Linked DNA regions of Mus musculus: all the other regions are linked to region 2. The links are chromatin contacts, called in public targeted proximity ligation maps. All regions are on one chromosome and are shown on one strand. The core of a region is the stretch at or near the end of the contact, and the rest is flanking DNA. Distances in the headings are between cores, read along the strand shown. Region 1 overlaps Slc1a1 (solute carrier family 1 (neuronal/epithelial high affinity glutamate transporter, system Xag), member 1). Region 2 holds the start of Cdc37l1 (cell division cycle 37-like 1). Region 3 has its middle 3.6 kb from the start of Gm9895.

Region 1 (3,469 bases), core at 518-3,017, 76 kb before region 2:
ACAAGCCACTGCTGTTTCAAAACGGGGTGGCCTAAATTGAATAAGCCTCATTGCAAGGTGACCAAGCTATCCTTATACTGTCGTCTTTTTATTTTATCTTCTGGTTTTTTTATTTTTTAGTTTTTGAGACAGCGCCTCTCTACATAGCCCTGGATATCCTGGAACTCACTATGTAGACTAGACTGGCCTCAAACTCACAGAGATCCTCCTGCCTCTGCCTCTTTAGTGCTGGCCTGAAAGGTAGGTACCACCATGCCCAGCTCTACACTGTATTTTTACAGAAGAAAAGCCAGGCCATAAGCGACTGGTACCAGCGGTTCAGGGACAATACTTCAGTCCTTCCCTGGAGAGGATTGTTCTGGGAATCTCAGCCTTGTGGCTTAGAATCCTCTGCCTGTCTTTCTCCTGCTAATTCCCGAAGATGGCTTATAAAAGTCTACACTTCTGTCCTCATCCTGTAAATAAAACTCAACAAAAACTTGTTCTTAACTTGGAGACAGGTTCATAACAGCCGTGTTTCTGTAGTGCCCTTAAGTCATCTTAAACCCGTGCTTTTATATTTAAGAAGCCAGAAATCGTGCCAAAGATAGCAGGAAGGTAACCGAATGCTCAGAGTTGGCCACGCCCACCTGAAAGCTACCGACTGACCGTCACGGTGACCCTTGACTCCGAACTTTGAAGTACAAATATCTGTATTCTTTATAGGAAGTAAATCTAAATCTAAATGAGGTTGAATGGATATTTTATTTAGGAGTGGATGGTTCTGTCCCCTTATCAGGTGGTTCTCCTTAGTGGCAGTGAATTGGCAGAGCCGTTCACAAGATCATTGGGGTCATCTTGTAACCAGCCACTTCACACACTGTGCTGTTAACTCAAGATGATATGTTCCACTTCCTTCTCAATAAACATCTCCCCCACTCTTTCTCCCCTTATCTTTCTGCCTCTCATCTGTTCTTTTATTTACCTGGGTAAGTGTGAGAAAGTGAGTTGTGGGCTGGTGCTAGAAGCAATCTGAGATCATTGGCTTTAAAACCAGAGAAGATGGGCTTGGAAATGTTTTGTCACCCGGAGAAAGAAAGGTCAGGACTTGAGGAAGACACACCAGTCCTTCTTGTTCACCAGTGAGGATTACAAGACGGAAAGGCTAGCCCGTTGTGGACAATTGGGCTCCTAGTGTGTGACTGAAACGGAAATAGGATTTGCTAGAAACTACTATTATGTGACTCAACCGAATCTCAATTGTGTGACCACCTGATAAGGGGACTTGGTTTGCTGAAGGACTACCAATTACAAGTGGCTGGCTTTGGATGCCCTTGAGAGAAAGGACATGCTCCCTACCTGAGCACCCCAGGTACCAGTCTTCAAAACAGGACTCGTGTGTAATAGATATCAGAGGAACAGACAATTTCTTGGCCCCACCGAGGAAAGGCAGCATTAAAGTGCCAGTTGCTTTCTGGCCACAGGAATCCAGGACGGAGTCTTGACTGCAATGCAGGGTAGAGACATTCCCAACAACACACCAATTTAGAACAAAGTTTGGAATAGCTGGTGGAACTGAGCAGAAGCCCACCCCACAAGCTTAGCCATCTCCCAAATGATATCCACAGAGAGTATTCTTATCAGTACCAACAGGTGACTTTAATTTTTTGTAGCTCTCTGGGTTATTAAAAACCCAGCTCTATTTTTAGAGTCACCACGGGAAATACTGTGACCTGGTGATCAGAAGAGGGGAGAAGAAGCAATAGTGGTTTTGATGGTGATTAAGAGCCTTCCCTCTGTGGCAGGAAGGAAGAGGTCCTGCACACCCTTGGCAGAGCACTAAGACGACATACATCTCTACTGGTATTCTGCATTTAGTAAATTCTCGGTAAGAAACCGCAGGAGACACACAGCTTGCGGGCACACAACTGCAGTACCTTCTTACCTTTGTATTCCTTTCCAGTAATATAAGACACGCCCACCATCTTCCTACCAGGCCCACCACCCCCCAAAAAAACCTGGCACAAAAGGTAAAGACTCTCCCAGGGTCACATAAGGAACAGCGGTGGGGACACTGTTCCCTTCACTGGGCACTGCCAGGCAGAAAAGGCCAGGGATGCTGGAAGTTCACTTTAATTCAAATCTAGGGTGGCCTGAACATTTTGAAACACTTAAGTGTCATTGAAGAGATCTACTTTGCAGCCTAATGCCTATCCTTAAAATATTGCATTGCAATGCTTAAAATTTTGCTTAGAAGGTCTTTAGCGTCTAATAAAGAAGGGAATGCGGGCTGGGCCGAGGTGATGGACATGGATGGCTCGGACTGTACAGGTGGTCACAATTACAGCTTCTTGTAGGACAAACATCTCAATAAGTGATTTAAAAACATGAGTATGATCCTTGCAACACCAAGTGTTGACCTGTGCTGGCATAGGCCTAAGTATTTTACATGTATATAATCCTATTTGTTCTTTTGAACACTCCTCCTACTGCCGTTTTCCAGACGAAGGAAATTGACCTTCCAAGGTTAAGAAACTTGCCCAAGTTCACCCAGCTAGGACACATACATGATTCTAAGTCTTTTCCTATGGTGCATGATAGCCTGCAGTGTCCTCCTTCAAGGTTGCTGGTGCTTTCTAATGTCACTGAATTTGCTACAACCAGATTTACTTAGACAAATTCGCTCTCCTCATTTCCCCATTGGGGCAGTAGGCAGTTTAAAATGTCAATGAACCTCCTTTCACCCAGTGGCTTGACCTCTCCCCTCTTTATGGCTGATTGATATCCTCAGTATCATATCCGTCTCCACCCAAGTCCCTTCTAACTATTTCAATCAGAGTCCACTTTTTCCAGAAGGGCTGTTAGAGGCAGATAGATCCCTCTCTCTCTCTCTCTCTCTCTCTCTCTCTCTCTCTCTCTCCTCTCTCCTCTCTCTCCCCCTTCTCTCACCTCTCCCCCCTCTCCCTCTTTTCCTCTCCCCATCCCCTGTGGTCTGCTCTCCACCTACACAGTTCTCCCAAGTCTCCATGGTAACCAGTGCCCCTGTTTGCAAAGCCCAAACAGTCCCCAGTCACCAGGATTCCATCCTCTGCTGCACTCAGCTCCTTTGGTTGGCCTATATTCTAGCCCCCTGTCCCTCTGTTTCCTGACACCTTCCCAAGTTGCCCTCCTGGTTTTTTTCTGCTTCAGCTAAATGCACATGGGCCCTTTGAATCCTGAGGGAGGAGTGAACAAGCTTTGTATCACTCTGTTCTATATGCACCCCACCAGAAAGCCATCCATTGCCAGATGAATCCCAAAAGAATATGGCCACACAGTGTCTCCTACCCTGACCACACAGGTAAACTCCAGATCCCATTCCCAACCTCTCCTGGGCTTTTAAACTAAACTGACTCCACATTAACCTCAGAATGTTTTCCAGAAGTCTCTCCTGAACTGAGTTTAATATTTCCAGAACATACCCATTACGTCCCCTTTATCTTAGGGTGGT
Region 2 (3,546 bases), core at 1,036-3,535:
AGAGAGCTCTCAAAGGTCCAATTGCTATAAAAGAAGTCTCTAGCTCCTCCCCTATAACTTGGCAGGCTGAACCATGTCACCATCATGGTGGGGGCTCCAAGCCAAGTGAGTAGGGGCTGAACCACTCCACCTTTATGATGGGGCAGCTCAAGGTCACCCAGCCCACTTCACCTCAGGTCATAGAGCAGATTGGGTCACAGAGCAAAGACCACTAGACCTCTCCCAAGCAACTTGCCTTACAGTAGGCAAAAACTTTTTATTCCTTAGCATGCTTATCTATTGAGACTTCTAGCGGCACATCAAACTGTATCTAATTAGGACACACCCATCAGCATCTGATAAACAGTATCTATAACAATATGGGTGTTCTATAAACAATGATCAAATATCCTGTAACAATCAGCACAATACGGGAAGGCTAAATAGAAATTAAGACCTTTAGAATTTTCCATTCCTGGCCTTAGCCACCAAAGTGATTATTACACTTCTTCTATCTCTTCCAAGATTTTTGTGAAAGTATCTTTTATTCTCCTGAATAATTGTCATCTCTGAGGCTTACTGCCATCTGTTAACCCAAACCTAGTCCTGGAAGCTTCTAGCCTCCACACAATCTAATCTAAGATGAGAATGTTTTCAGCCTCTGAGACTTGCTGCTGAGAAAGCTCACTCTTTCTAGTTCTTTCTGAGCAGTGGCTGGCTGGTTCAGGTCAGTTGTTCTGGCTCAAACACTTCTTCAAGCTAACTGACTCAATTTGACTTCTCTTTCAACCTCTGACTCTTTTGCTCTGCTGGGCCTCTAACTCTGGCAATATGCTCTAATTTTCTAGCTTGCTCTTTCTCTGCCCTGCTCCTTAAAACAAACAAACAAAAACAAAGCAAAACAAAACAAATAAACCATAACTTCTCACTTTACATAATCTAATTCTGTAATTTGGTTTCTTTAACCCAGTGAGTGCCCCTTCTGTGTAGCCCAGGTTGGTGGTGAACTTGAGAATCCTCATGTCTCAGCCTTTCCCAGGATTACAGACTTGTTCATTTCAGAGATATTTCCACATCAGCACGCTGAGATCTACTCTTCCATTGCTTCTACTTACTTATTTTTAGCTTTCTTTTACCACCCCAAAACTGTCTTTGTATTAGATTCCGCTGTAAAAATACTGTTGGGTATTTTCCTGATCATGAAAGAGCTGAACTGAAGCACATAGGCTTTTCATGTCATCCCTCTTCCTTAAATGTTACACAGCATGCTTAACAGCATTTTTCTCATCTATCGCTCGACCATTAGGATTAACGAGCCTTTAGCGTTTGCCAGTCAGGGCTAAGGCAGATGACTCAGTAGGTAAAAATGGTAGCTGAGCAAGCATGAGGACGGTAGTTCAAATACCCAACAAACCTGCACCTCTAATCCTAGCTCTAAATGGGCTGAGACAGAAGGCTTGGTGTCAGTTCTCTGAGCTCAGCGAGAAGAAACCTTGTCTCAAGGGAATGCTGTGAAAAATAACAGAGCAGGAGAACTGATGTGGTCCTCTGGCCTACCCTTGTGAACCTCACGCCCCCACACACCCCTACCTACAGTTTGCCAATCAATCAAAGCTTGAAAGACTGATAGTCTGTCGTCTTATCTGATTGCGAATAGACAACAAGCTAAATTGTTAAACGTGCGGGTTGTGAAGTTAGACTTTCCTAGTTCCTAGGTGTCTGTTTCCCTCTCCCTGGTCCTAGAAACTAAAATCAGGGCCTTGCCTGTGTTAGTTAAATGAGCACTCTACTGCCAGGGTACATTCCCAATCTTTGAGTTTTTCGCTTAAAATGTGTTCTCGGGCTATGGTGGGTCATTTTGTCTCAAAAAGAAAAGGGACAGTGAGTACTCGGATCTTCACGATTCTAAAAAGACACGAGGAACGGAAAGCCCTCTGATACGTCTACTACTTGTCTCAATTCTTTACAAATGTGCTTGCCCCAGTATTTTATTTTTAGTGTCCTCCTCCGCTGTAGCAGGGTTTGGAGAACAGTCTTGTCGCGGGTAATTTGAAGTTAAAGGAAAGTTGGCTGTGCTTTCTAAATCGGTCCCCCTCGACTCCGACTTAGATTGCTCTACACGAAGGAGCTTTTGAAATAGAAGAGGGACAAGTCAGAACACCCTTTGAACGCCCGGATCCGAACCTGCAGAAACCCTAGTTAGCTTTCCCGGACTTAAACTCCAGACTTTGCTTCTTCGTCCAGACGTGGCCACGCCCGGTCACGCCCCCGGAAATGACGTCCCGGCCGGCTACTTCTTCTTCCGCAGTCCGCCGGCGGCACAGTCCAGGCCTGCTCCGGGGGTGCATCGGCTTCGCCAGGGGCAGAGGGATTCTGGGTAACGACCGTGGCCGGCCGGGCGGCTGGCTCCGCCCAGCAGGTTCCACTCACGCCAGGGCCGTTGGCGCTGGCGGTTGCCGGGCCCGGACCAGTGGGACATGGAGCAGCCGTGGCCGCCACCGGGCCCCTGGAGCTTCCCGAGGACTGGCGGGGAAACCGAGGAGGAGAGTGACTTAGACGTGTCCCCCTCTTCGTCCCACTACTCTCCGGTACCGGACGGCGGCGCCCAGGTGAGAGCGGCCTGCGTTCTGCCGGGGGCGGGGGATGGGAAATGTCTGCGGGCATCGCGGGGGAGCCTGATGCCAAGCCACAGCTCTGGCAGCATCTTCCGCGAGAAAAGGAGGCGATCACGCGCGCATTCCCGACCTCCACGTCCACGCACACTTGTCCCTGCACCGGGGCTGGTTGCCCCTCACCTTTGCGAGAGGTTCCTCCTCCCCCTCTCTGCTGCTGTCTGCGTGGAGCTTTGGGGGCCGCTCAAGTGTATAACATTGACCCTTTGTCCTCTGGTGCGTGCTTTCATCCGAGCCTTTATTACGAGCTCCAGCTACTTTGTGCACAGTTGATAGGAACAGAGAGTGATTGTACTTCTAAAATAGTACACCGAGTCCTGACATAAACATCTCACGTGCTCTTTGCCGCGCTGACATCTCAGCAAATTCTGTAAGCCTTGCCTTTGACGCTGGCACACACCTCCGTTTCTATCATTGGTCCTTTACTGTATTCATAGTTTGATTCCGCGTCAGCCTCCGGTGAAAACATACAGCCACCGAATTGGCTTTCAGGCTTCTTCCCGAAGTTTCTGATACTACATGTGTTTTTCAACCCAGCTTTCTTGCCTCGGAAACTGTCAAGTGTTATATGCCAGTTATGGCTTTTATAGGGGTGCTGTGCTATGCTGCGAACATCACCTTCTCCCGACTTTTCACCTGGGTGTGTTTTGAACCAGATTTCAAAAGCATAGACTGAACACTAATCTTTTCAATGAAATTGATTGTAGGTGTCTGATTTCCAGGCGTTTTTGCAAAAATGTGGTCCAATATTATAATAGCTTTTCTTAAAGATGACTGGTTTAAATTGTCTGCCCGCAAGTCAGTCAGCTGAGTTGATTGGGCTCACCCACAGTATGCTGTTTCATAACCACAGACTATGGTCAGCCAACTAGTCATAGGGAAAGTAAGGCAAAAT
Region 3 (3,383 bases), core at 728-3,227, 74 kb after region 2:
ACCTGTGTATACCATATATACTGAAACTGAAGAAGAACTAATGATCTTGGAGAGAGAAACTGTTGAGGACCAGGCACTGGGGAGATGTCTCTGAGCCTGACTGGGGGTGGGAGAACAGCAGATATACAACCAGAGGACCTGAGTTCAGATCCCTAGCACCCACTGAAAGAGCAGGTATGGCCACTGGCACCTGCAACCCCAGCACTGAGGAAGGGGGAATGAGGCGTGGAGACTGGTTGATCCTGGGGCCTGCTGTCCAGCCAGCCTAGTGAAAACCAGAGTTCCAGGTTCAGGTTCCTTTATCTTAAGGGAATAAGGCAGAGAGCAAATGAGGAAGTCACCTGTCCCCTGACCTCTCCCGGCTGGCCTGGCCTTTGTGCACTTATAAGGGCATCCTTACACACACACACACACACACACACACACACACACACACATAAACACACACACACACAAGCACACCCATCTACACATCCTCACATACACAAAGACTGTTACAGACCCGAGCAAAATATCTTTGAAAGCCATGCACTGCCCATCCCTGTGTCTGACCCAGGATGTATTCTTAACAGACCACCAGTTTCCACCAACCCAGAAGTTAGGATGTTAGCAGATCACATCTGGGACCTATAACAAAGGTTCCCTGCTTTGCTGTAGCCTGCCTAACTGTTGTCTCCACCAGTGTATTTGGTAACTGTCTTGACTTATGACTTTGTTCCATAATTAATACATCTCATGTGGCCCTTTGCAGTGGGATCTATCTTTCTGGTCTGCTTGGATCTGTGTTCCTGGGCTGTGGTCACCCACATTTGGCTCCAGAATAAACTATCCCATTTGAGGCAAGAACTGTGTTTTGTATCAACAGCAGAAGAACAGAGTGAGAAGTTTCTCCATGCCCCTTAGGGACAAAGAGTGGACATCCAGAAAAAGTCTGTTTTTGACTCCAAATAGCACCCACAGACATATATCTGTGGAGAAAGTTACACAGATATAAAAGGAATTCCAGGGGCTGGATCAGATCAGCTGTGGGCATGGTGTGATGTCATATAAAGAACGGGCTAGTCTGGGGCTCAGCAGGAAAGCCATGTTCATTCCCAGCAAAGCAAAACCAATACAAAACAAAAGGACTTAGAAGGCCAGGGGTCCGGCTCGGTGCATGAAGACGCTTGCTGACAGCAGTGATGACCTGGGTTCAACCCCCAGGACCCACGGGATAGAAGGATGCTGAGAAGGGGACCTATAGGACCTATACCTGTTTCTTATATTCAAAACCAAGTCAATCCAGGACATGAATGGGAGCCCAGGGCTCACCTGCAGCCATAGTTAAAAGCAGGGCAACAACATTCATATCATACTCACACCCCCATCTTACACTAGTAATCAAACCTAAGCCTTCAGTTGCCTACAACTGCTCTGGCTGTGGCTCCTCGTGCTACCTGCAGAAGTAGGGGAGTCCCAGGCCCCATTGCCTTTACAGATTTTTCGGCTTTTCTCTATATTTACTTTTTCCTCATGGATTTCCTGTTCCTCAGAATCACCTAGATGAGTCGTCTTTACCCTTCCTAATGTTGTGACCCTTTAATATAGTTCTTCATGCTGTGGTGATCTACGACCATATATATATATTTTTTGTGCTACTTTATAGCTGTAATTTTGCTACTATTATGAATGGCAATGTAAATATCTGTGTTTTCTGACGATTTTAGGCAACCCCTGTGAAATATCCCCAAAGGGGTCGCAACCCACAGGTTGAGAACTGCTGAGTCAGCCATTCTGTTTAAAAATACAGGTTCTCAGGACCTATTCTAGTCCATTAACTACAATCTTTTTAGAGGAGAGTCTAAAAGTCTGAACTTCATCTCAGGATGATTCCGGCTTGTGCCTAGTTTTAAGAAGTACGGCACTAGACAGGGCAGTGATGATATTCCTTTCACTGAGGACACAGCGCCTGGCACTTCACCAACACACCTGACTGCTTTCAGAATGAATAGGCGGAATGAGCTGCCCCGCCCCCACTCTACCCACGTGGCCGTGCCTGGCCAATGAACATTCAGTTGCTAAGATTCCACCTACCGGCAGGTGGCGCTGAGTCGACGTAAATGCCGTCCCAGGAAATGTTTTGCTGGAAATTCAAGCCTCAAAGGCAGCTCAATTGGATTATATTTTTACGTATTTACTTTGTCTGTAACTCTCACTTGTATGAGTAATTTGGTTTCTGATGGCGTGCTTTGAATGAGAGAAGCCAGGGAACGCAACCTGACAAGGCCTGGGAGGTAATGAAAGGACTGGATGGACACTCCTAATGGTCCTAGTTTTCATTCTCTATGAGCAAGCACTGTGTGTTATGAAATTACTCAAAGACACAAATGAGTCTGCCATTTCAGTAAGAGTGTAGCTAGCCTGTAATTTCTGTTAGTCATCTACTGTTTCCTTTATGGGTGTTTAATTGGACTAACCTTTTAAAACCATTTCCCTCACAAAGCTGTCTGAAGGGCTGTCTTGGCAGTCTTTTGAGACGTGGGAAGTCAGCCCACAGTTAAAGGCTGGGGCTCCGTAGCCAACGCCTCTTCCCCTTCCCCCAAAGGGCATCGGCGTGCAAGTGACTGATAGGGCTGGCCTGAACCAACAGCCAACTATCAGGCAAGACCATGGCCCCGGCTGAACTGGTTTCTTCTGCCAGCAGACCTTCAGCCAGGGGCCCTGAAGGAGGAACCATCCTGAGGTGCTTGCTGTCTTCCCAAGGCTCCAAGCCCAAAGCAGAGAGAATTGGGACTCGAAGGAGGAAGCAAGGAGTCTACAGCACAGACTCCTTGCACAAGAGGGCGTAATTCAAGGGAATCACACAGTTTAGGTCACACCATAGCATAGAGTTCCTGGGAAAGAAGAGAGGAGAGCAGGGAGGGGAGGGGTGGAAAGGGGAGGAGAGGGAGAGGGAGAAGGGAGGGGAGGGGAGGGGAGGGGAGGGGAGGGGAGGGGAGGGGAGGGAAAGGAGAATCTATTAAATTAAATGCTTTAAGGGCTCGGTGGTGGTGGTGCATGCCTTTAATCCCAGCCCTTGGGAAGCAGAGGCAAGTGGATCTCTGTGAGTTCAAGGCCATCCTGGTCTACAGAGTGAATTCCAGGACAGCCAAGACAACACAAAGAAACCTTGTCCCAAAAATAAACAAACAAACAAATACTGTGATGACTAATACCTTGTATGATAATTTTTTTAAAACAAATACTATAAAATAACAAAAGAACGGATACAATTTCTCATTTTCTTCCTTGAATAACCTGGTATACAGTTAGATAGGAGCCAAGCAAAACAGGCAACCAGAAGCCAGTGTGACCCAAACTGACTCGTAGGGGGGTGTCCTGTTTGGAGGTGTCTGGTATGAGCA

Evidence for each region.
Region 1: a contact with region 2 is called in a targeted proximity ligation map of the HPC-7 cell line, with 6 times the contacts expected there. A contact is called at or near these places in 1 of 39 promoter capture datasets (the HPC-7 cell line), 1 of 484 Hi-C or Micro-C datasets (nephron progenitors), 3 of 130 datasets of targeted methods (the HPC-7 cell line, embryonic stem cells and intestinal villus epithelium) and 2 of 9 other capture datasets (adipose tissue and pancreatic islet).
Region 3: a contact with region 2 is called in a targeted proximity ligation map of embryonic stem cells, with 8 read pairs. A contact is called at or near these places in 4 of 39 promoter capture datasets (the 3T3-L1 cell line, the SN4741 cell line, erythroid cells and 1 more), 38 of 484 Hi-C or Micro-C datasets (CD4 T cells, CD8 T cells, the G1E-ER4 cell line and 27 more), 12 of 130 datasets of targeted methods (the 230-238 cell line, the NIH/3T3 cell line, bone marrow-derived macrophages and 7 more) and 2 of 9 other capture datasets (adipose tissue and liver).

The regions. Positions count from the first base shown.
Region 1 is chr19:28,913,029-28,916,497 of GRCm38.p6, forward strand. It overlaps Slc1a1 (solute carrier family 1 (neuronal/epithelial high affinity glutamate transporter, system Xag), member 1), which reads left to right. Exons shown (of 12, transcript NM_009199.3): 12 at 1-932. Among named protein-coding and RNA genes, the nearest start is that of Plpp6, 49 kb to the right of the region's middle.
Region 2 is chr19:28,988,082-28,991,627 of GRCm38.p6, forward strand. It overlaps Cdc37l1 (cell division cycle 37-like 1), which reads left to right and starts at 2,286. Exons shown (of 7, transcript NM_025950.4): 1 at 2,286-2,588. The coding sequence starts at 2,457.
Region 3 is chr19:29,061,989-29,065,371 of GRCm38.p6, forward strand. No RefSeq gene overlaps it. Among named protein-coding and RNA genes, the nearest start is that of Gm9895, 3.6 kb to the right of the region's middle.